Regions from separate parts of the Mus musculus genome. Here region 2 is linked to region 1. A link is a contact called in public promoter capture Hi-C data. All regions are on one chromosome and are shown on one strand. The core of a region is the stretch at or near the end of the contact, and the rest is flanking DNA. Distances in the headings are between cores, read along the strand shown. Region 1 overlaps Septin3 (septin 3). Region 2 overlaps Pacsin2 (protein kinase C and casein kinase substrate in neurons 2).

Region 1 (4,312 bases), core at 1,336-3,835:
AAGAGGGTGTCACGTATCCTATCGCTCTCCCCTTTCCTCAAGAAAGAATATTTCATTGAACCTGGAAGCAGACTGGTTGACCAGCAAGCACCAGGAAAGCATGGGACCTTACCTGGTCTGCTTTTAACTTTTTATTGAGTCTTTGTGAATTTCATGCACCCCAATGTCACACATCTCCTCCCTTCATAACCACCCTCTGCCCTTGCAACCTTCCTCCCACCAAAAGAAAACAACACATACATTTTTTAAATATATTATATTGTTAAATATAAATTGAATATAAAATATTCATATTTTATATAAAATAATATAAATTGGATATACAATTAACTATACTACATTGTTAAATAAATATATTTAAATATATTTGTATTAAATATGTTTATATATTTAATATATTAAACATTTTATATATTTCATATGTATTAAACATATTTATATTTATATTAAATATATTTTTATTATATGTAATGTATATTAAAAGACAAAACCATCTTGCCATGAAAGCTACAGTGTGTCATGGTTTGTCACACAGTATAACAGCTTTATTTGCAAGTGTTCATTGCAATGAGCTATTGGTTTGGTTCGAAGGCCTTGGCTTCTGCTACTCTATCGATATTGGTTCCTCACCAGGACTCCTCTCAGATATCCAGTTGTTGCTCTGTGTCATGGCGATCCTGCAGCTTTGGATCCACAGGACTGGCCCCTTCACATGCTCCAGCAGTTCATAGATGAGGTAGATGTTCAGGTGGGACAACTCAAAGCCCTGGATCTGGGCCTGGGTAGCACCTTACAAGGTCAGCCCAACAGCTCTCCTGCACCCATGGCACCAGGGCCAACTGTCCTGCACTCACCAGCACTGCCCTGGCACGGGGTGGGGCCTGCTCTCCTGCTCTTCAGTCCTTGGGGCAGTGCTCTTCCACTTTCCCACAGCCACGAGGTCCAGCTCTCCCCAAGCTGCCCAGGGGAGGGGCAGGGCCAGCTTTATGCAGTCCACAGACATCAACATGGCCCCAGGGAGCAGCCCCAGACCAGGGACACCCGCATGGCCTTTGTTGGTAACATGGGCCACAGACATTGTCATAGACCTCTACTGCTGCAGGACCTGGAACACAGACATGGCCCTTATCGATGGGCCGCAGCCTTAGGTGGCATTGCAGGCCCCTCACTCACATCAGGCTGTTCCTCTCCACCCTGTAATCTCCAATTCTGCCTCTTTTTTTGTTTTGTTTTGTTTTGTTTTGTTTTTTTGGTTTTTCGTGACAGGGTTTCTCTGTATAGCCCTGGCTGTCCTGGAACTCACTTTGTAGACCAGGCTGGCCTCGAACTCAGAAATACACCTGCCTCTGCCTCCCGAGTGCTGGGATTAAAGACATGCGCCACCACGCCCAGCTTCTGCCTCTTCATAGCACACAAACCATTCCACCTCTCCCATCTCCACCACACCCTTGCTTATCACCTTAGCCTCTGGTTGTCGTCCACCCAGCCACACCGCATGGCAGGCAAGGGCCTCTGGGTCCGTATCTGGTTTTATGTGGATGTTAGGGATCTGAACTCAGGTCTTCATGCTTGTGCGGTCATCACACTTACCAGCAGAGCCATCTCCCTGTTCCCTTTTAAATTGTCCGTATATGTGTTTGCATGCGCATGTGCGCAGGTGAGCATGAGACCATGTGGCAGTCAGAGGACAACTTATGGAAGTTAATTCTCTCCTTCTGCCATGTAGGATCCATGGTTTAAACTCATTGTCAGCCTTGATAGCAAGTGCCCTTCCCAACTGAGCTATCTCACGGCCCCTTTATATTCTCAATATATTCATAGTAAAATAGCTTTCTAGGCTAGACTAGGCTTTCATTTATAGACTTGGTCCTTACGCCTTGGGGATGGGAGAAATGCTAAGAAGTTAAGTAATTGGGACTAAATACTTCCTGGAAAAACACAGGTCCTAAGAGAGTCAGCTCTCCCGCTCACTAGAGTTACAAAATTCCAGGAAATGACTGGGATATAGCCTCACATTACCCAAAAAATGAATAGATGCCACATGTTCAATATCTAATATCTGTAGCTACTTCTTGCCTTGCCAGGAGGGTCCCTGGCTCACACGCAGTGAGATGATGTCATTCACGGCTGATTTTATCAAGGAGCAAGAAACACGAATAAGACAAAGACCAGGCCATTATTGTTCAAACAGTAATGTTTAGTTGTACAACAGAGGCTAGCAACATCTACATGACCAGTCTGAGTGTCTGTTTGGCTTGTTTTCAATTGGGAAACTAAACTGGAATATCACCAAAAACGTCGGCTGGGACTAACAACGTTTTTAAAATGGGCCATTCTTGCATCCCCGAGGCTTGGGCCTCTTGTTCCTTCAGGACTTGTAGATGAATGGCCCACAAGTCACCAGCCTTTGAGCAAGTTGTGTCCAGGTGGAGATGGCAGGTGGGGTGGCTGAGGGAGGGTTCTAGAAAGACACAGTGTATGGGGCAGTGGCAGCCGTTCGTTCGCAAACATTCATGCATCTGATGGGGGCTTTGCCCTCCATTTGGGTATTTTCCATTAGCCTATAGCGACCACCTGTGGTCAGGCTAATGCATTGCTCACATTAACAGGGTGGGGGATGGGAGTAGGAATAGTCAGGGGAGGTGGGAAGAGATCCCTCTTATTGCTAAATGTATAAAAGGGTGCTATTTTTCTTCCTAGAGTGTATAGCTGGTGGGTTTGGGGTAGTCCATATGTGTGTTAAATTCCCTTTCTTTTAAAGTTTGGGGATAATTAAGTCAACTCCAGCAACCTCTTTTCAGCAAAACCCACTTCCCAGATGGCCATATTTTGGGGTAAACAGGTTGTCTACACACATACTCACTGGGCCAGCCACCAGTGGTGATTTTTTTTTTTAAGTGACACTAGCCTCTGGCTCCCCACCATGTATAATGAATCACCCTTATAAAATACCTTTAAGCAATGAAGGAGACACCCTTGTCCCACACAGGGGCTCACACGGCTGACCTCAGTGACTCTGACAAGCAGGAAAGTTGCTTTCTTGACCGGTTAAGGTAGCCAAGAAAGTACTCATGCAGAATGAATGGCTAGAGAGCAATGCCGGTTCCCTTGGAGACAGTTACAAGTCGCTGGTATGCGCTTGCAAGGGCAGGAGCAGCTTCCCATGAGTTCCTCCTCCCTACACAAGGACTGGGGTGCTGCTGACACAGATGATGGAGCAGGGTGGTGCTGGCAGGAACTCCATTCCATTGGGAGGAGAGGAGTAGTTTGGCTAAACAGAGGAAGCAACTGTCCTAAAGCCGCAGCTAGCCCCTCCCACCTACTGAGGGCTGAGAGGGGCTGTGCTGGTGGGCTAGACAAGCACAGCGCTAAAAGGGGCGTGGCCCTGCAGCAATAACAGCTGGGAGGGATGAGGGAGAAGCAGCACTTGAAATGGCCTTCATTCAGCAGTGGGGCAGGGGGTGGCTGGTACAGGTGGAAGGACAGTGCCCAGGAGGCCTTCTCCCTGCAGGGGGAGTTGAGAACGGTTGAGGGTGTGGAGACCGGCAGCCGGCAGCAGACACATAAAACAGCTTCTCCAGGGAGAGTGAGACCACAGCTTAGTGGAGACAGGCAGCATTCTCCTACTTAGACTCTCCAACACCCACCATTCTTATCCCTTGCTGGCCCTAGGTGCCCAATCCCATGTCACCATACAGGGCAGCTCACTAGAGCTGTCAGCGAGCTCTATGTTGCTACCACTCTAGCCTGACAGCTGGCCACTCTTTAGTGACGTTATAGATGAGGACTAGAGACAGAGCAGTCTCCAGGAAAGGCTAAGACCATAGGATTAGGACCACTTCTGCTTGGTCCACTGAATTGTGGGTCTTCCATCTCTTTTTGTTTTTTGTTTGTCTGTGTGTTTGTTTTCCTAGTGACTGGGTAATAAAGGGCTGAAGTCAGTGAAGACCAGTTCTACACCCAGGCTGGACCGGGAGGTGGCATAGTGGATAGATCAGTTCTAAACAGAATTTTGTGGTATCTTCCCTTTCCTATGGCTAAATGGCTTTCCTTAAAGCAGCCTTAGAAACTGTAGGGAAAAAAAAAAAACTTGAATGTGCAAGGAGCAGTTAAAGTATGCATTAATAAATACAAGGCTCCTGAGAAGGCAAGAGAAGGCTAAATGTATGGCTGTGGGTATTCCTGGGAACATCTACAGGATTGGATGGTGAGAGAATGCAGGGAGGGGAGAAGCCGAGAAAGACAGACAGACAAATGAGAACAGAGAAAGAGTGAGTTGGGTTTGTAAGAAACAAAGCCACAGAGAAGCCAG
Region 2 (4,312 bases), core at 1,188-3,687, 1.2 Mb before region 1:
TAGATTCTGAGTCACTTGCTCTTAATTTTAAAAAAAGATCTTTAAAATTCCCTTTCCTTTTCTGTTTCTGAGGAACACATAAATGGGCAAGTTATGTGTCTCTTGTTTAAGGTAGAAGCCGCGTTCACAACTAACCCAATTATGAGAATTGAACATTTGCAGTTTATAGAGCAGGGAGTTTATAAGTGTTGGAAGGGAGCTGGCAAAAGCTGCCAGGCTGGAGTGTGGTCAGACGGACTAGGTCACCCTCATGCTTCTCTTCCAGTTGATGAGGTCAGAGGGTGGAGGAACAGGGCTCTCAGTTCCAGAGGCCTGGTGGGTGCTGTTGCTCCCATCCTCCAGTGTCCTTGAAGAGGCAGCTGAGGGAGACTCACTTTGTTGCCTTGTGGCAGTTAGTGAGGATTGTTAGGGTAGGTCCCTGAGAGCAGCTGCTCTGATTGCTTTGTTCTGTAGACACAGGGTTTCACTGAGTAGCTCTGGGTAGCCTCAGATCCTGCTGCTTAGCCCCCAAACGCTGGGTTGGCCGGCCGTGCCGTCACCCCTTGCTCAGATAGATGGGTTTTAAGCTTGTGCTAATGACCAGTTTTGTGCCATATGATTTAATATTAAAAAATTATATTTCCCACCTCAATGTGTTTATGGTGCGTGCGTGTGTGTCATGTGGAGATCAGAGGGCAACTTGCAAAAAACAGTTTTTGTTTATTTGTTTATTACATGTTGGTCCTAGGTCTCAAATTTCTGTTTTCAGGCTTGAGAACAAGTGACCTTACCTGCTAATCCTCTTAGAATCTTGGGAACAAGCGCCCTTTCCTGCTGTACCATCTAGAATGTAGAATTTAAATGGCCCATGTCTTTGTGTGTGTGTGTGGTGGGGGGGATTTTTTCCTATGTCACCATGTCTGACCTAAATGTCCTCATTCTGTATTTCTGTTGAAGTTCCTTCTTCCTTTTCAGGCGTTGATCAGCCCTAGGGTCTGCCAAGCTACATACACCCCCAGCCCCTTAAATGATGTCCAGGGTTACCTTGGTGACTGTCTGAGATTGAAACATTTCTTGGTGCTGGGCATGTTAGGTTATTTCCACTGTTTTTCTAATTAGATAAATTTGTACTTGAGTTTTCTCTTCTCCTTCCCCTCCTCCCTCCCTTCCCCTCCCTCCCCTTCCCATCCCTCTCTGAGGAGAAATTCCCACAAATGGCTTTAAAGCTTGAACACACTTTAGAGGGTTTTGAAACTTGTTTGAATTCTTGTTAAGTCTGATTTCTAGTATTTTAGATAAAAGAAAACTCTGGGGAATTCTTCCTAAACTGTCTCTTGGTCTTTGGAAGTTATCAGTATCCGAGAGAGACTCTCATGAGGCTTTCTTGAGTCCCATTCCCTTCCTAACCTGAGTGGATGCTCCTTGCAGGGATGCTATTCCTTCATGAGGAAGAACAAGTCCTTACCTCACTCCGGATACAGCTCCTGCAGAGCAAGCTCAGGCCTTGGGTTCAGTTTCCAGCACCTGGTAGGGCGGGGAGAGTGTGGAGGGAGGGAGGGAGGGAGGGAGGGAGGGAGGGAGCGATCAATCAAGCAAGCAAGCAAGTGTGAAAAAGAGTACTTGAGCCATCCTGCTGCCCCTTCTACTTGTTACTAGAGACTTGAGTAAATGGTCCTCTTCCCCAAGGCTGTATGTAAGTTGTCAGGCTGCTCAGAACCACAGTAGCTGACAGGGTTTGTCCTGGTTTGCTTTCCACGTTTGCAGTGTGTAAATTAGGAAGGACTGTGCAAGGCTGTTGGCATTGGGATCGTTCAAAGATCATGGTAGCCTGAGGTCAAGTGAGCCTTTGGACTTTGCCTCAGTGGGTTGGGGTTGCAGTTCTCATAGAATCTTCGGCTTCTCTTCACTGCTGTTATAGACAGGCACTCTACTATTGTTATATAACTCATTCTGTCCCTTCCCATTGGCTGCCTGACCTTCTCACCTTTTACTGCCCTATAGAAGACTGAGCAGAGTCCTGTTTTCTTGGTTGCTCATTTCTCAGGGTTTGCAAAGGACAAGGTGTGTGTTTGCGCACGTGCACGTGCAGACTCATGAATGGATAGGATGGTGTCTGGTGGTACCGGGGTCATGGCCAGGCTAGCCCACCTCTGCTCTTACCTTGCACACTTGCTGTGTCTCCCACATCTATCCCTCCCCTAGAAGCTCTTTCCCCTTCACTTATCTTGCCTCACCATGGGCAAAGCTCGGATTCTTAGTTCCTCTTCTACGAAAAGCTGGTTCACAGCTGAACCAAAGCAGAAGACTTTACTCCACATGGAGGTAGAAATAAGAGGAAACCATCTCAGACAGCACAGGAGCATAAGAGGCATTTTGTTCCCTGACACAAGCTGGGTTTAGTGCCAGCACTCTGGGATTAGCCTGACGGTTGGCTCTGCTAGGCACTAGGAGCTTCCTGCTTCCCTTCCCCACCCCTGTTTATTCTGTCAATAAGACCAAATTTTAGAGTAATGGTTGGCTGTGTACTTGGCAGCCTGTGTTTTTATCACAAGTGTGGAAATTGTACTTTGGCTTCGTTTCTGCAGATGCCTAAACATGTCTGAGTCATTGTTGCCTTAGCAACTGGCTGAACTTTGCTTGTGTGTGGCAAAGGCTCCTGCAGGAGCTGGGTGGGAGATTTTCAGCCAGACTGGATGGCCAGTGCCAAGCCCCGATGGCGGGCGCTCCCTGTGGCTCTCTGCACAGTTCATTTTATTTCCTTGAGAAATCCCTGCTCAGATGTCCCAGCTCATCAGGATAGCATGGCATGGGACAGGCCTGACCCAGTCCTACATTAGCTCCTGTCCCGGGCTTTGCTCTGCACTGGGGCCCAGCTTCTGCTGTTCCATCAAGTTGCTTATGTTTCTTACACCTGGGCCTAAAGGCTGGCTCTGCAAAGGAACAGGGCCAGAAGGTGCACCTGACTATGTAATAGGGACATGAATGTGATGAGGTCGCAGGAATCTACCGTTTGTAGTCGCTGTGGAATTACCGTTTATTATCTTGTCTTTAAAGTCTTTTTGTTATTGTTTTGTTTTTGGCATTTACTTATTTGTGCATGTGTGTGGGTAGAGGTGTGCCATGACTCACATGTGGACATCACAGGGCAGCCTGCAGGAGTTGGTCCTTGCTTGGGTCTTAAGTCATCAGGGTTGGCAGCAAGAGCCTTTACCTGCCGAGCACCTTTGATAGCCCTTTGAAGATCTTCTTGCTTTTGTAAGTGTAGATCTGAAGTTGCTTGGTGGAAGCAGGAGCTGAGAGCTATTTATCACCTCTCTCTGGCTCACCTAGCCCACCTTCCCTGAAGAACTTCTTGTGTTCATTTCCAGAATCACTGGTTTGGACCTGAGCGGCTCTGTCTTCTACTTCTGCTGGGAACATCCAGGTTCATGACATTTAGAAATAATTTAAAATAGCATGTGTTCTATCTTATGAGTGTGGAGGAACTTCTCATAACCCTGCCTTCCAAAAGCTTCATAGTTGCTGTGTGACTGGCTGCAGAGAGTATAAACTTAGCCTACTAGGGACTGTAGGGATTCCCTTTTAGGAATGGAGTTTGCAGATTGCCAGTCCTGACAGGATCTGCAGAGGCCGCAGACCTTACTCTCCACCTGCTCAGTCTGCTGCTGGAGGCCGAGTTTTCAAGGCGCTAACAGCTGGCTCTGCGTTTGGATCTTGCTATAGAGGGTGCTTTGGGTGTAGGCGTGTGTGGCACCTCCTGAGGATGCTCGGCTCTTAGATTGCTCTGACTTTGCCTTGGCTCTGCTGTTTGTTCTGGGATCGACTTTTTACTTGTATATTGTGTTCGTGTGTGTGTGTGTGTGTGTGTGTGTGTGTGTGTGTGTGTACGCGCGCACGCGCGCCTGTGTGAGTTTATATGCATGGCATTTGTGCAAGTGCCCAAGGAGGCCAGAAGAGGGCTGTGGGCCTCCTGGAACTGGAGTAAGAGGCAGTTGTGAGCTGCCTGATTGTGGATACTGCAAACCAAACCCAGATCCTCTTCAAGAACAGTCAGCTCTCTTAACTGCTAAGTCACCTCTCCCCATTTCACCTTTAAAAGTGGGCAACTGTTGCATGATCGGGTAAACGGCTGTTGTACCACATTTCATGCACCACTGCCTGTGTGTGATTCCACAGTGGAGCACACAGGGGGAGGGAGGTTCTGACTCTGTATTGTAATGGCTCCCAGTGGCCAAGTGACTACCAAGACTTTGGCCCCTCAGGACTGTGCCCAACAGTTACAGGTTGTATCAGCTGTGTCCAGCCCTTGGCTGTGGGCTGTATGTGGCATGTG

What was found. Promoter capture Hi-C pulls out the DNA fragments that hold promoters and counts their contacts.
Region 2: a contact with region 1 is called in a promoter capture Hi-C map of hippocampal neurons, with 6 times the contacts expected there. The contact joins two enhancer-like sites. A contact is called at or near these places in 2 of 39 promoter capture datasets (cranial neural crest and hippocampal neurons) and 1 of 115 datasets of contacts at active chromatin or transcription factors (astrocytes).

What each region holds. Positions count from the first base shown.
Region 1 is chr15:82,292,439-82,296,750 of GRCm38.p6, reverse strand. It overlaps Septin3 (septin 3), which reads right to left. Exons shown (of 12, transcript NM_001368785.1): 12 at 2,177-4,312. Among named protein-coding and RNA genes, the nearest start is that of Wbp2nl, 4.4 kb to the left of the region's middle. Within about 2 kb of position 2,585, at least 62 of the 459 cell types and tissues checked have an H3K27ac peak or open chromatin away from gene starts, as enhancers often do. A contact at or near this core is called in astrocytes and hippocampal neurons, where this site is marked.
Region 2 is chr15:83,450,061-83,454,372 of GRCm38.p6, reverse strand. The region is part of intron 1 of Pacsin2 (protein kinase C and casein kinase substrate in neurons 2); the gene reads left to right. Among named protein-coding and RNA genes, the nearest start is that of Pacsin2, 12 kb to the left of the region's middle. Within about 2 kb of position 2,437, at least 120 of the 459 cell types and tissues checked have an H3K27ac peak or open chromatin away from gene starts, as enhancers often do. A contact at or near this core is called in astrocytes and hippocampal neurons, where this site is marked.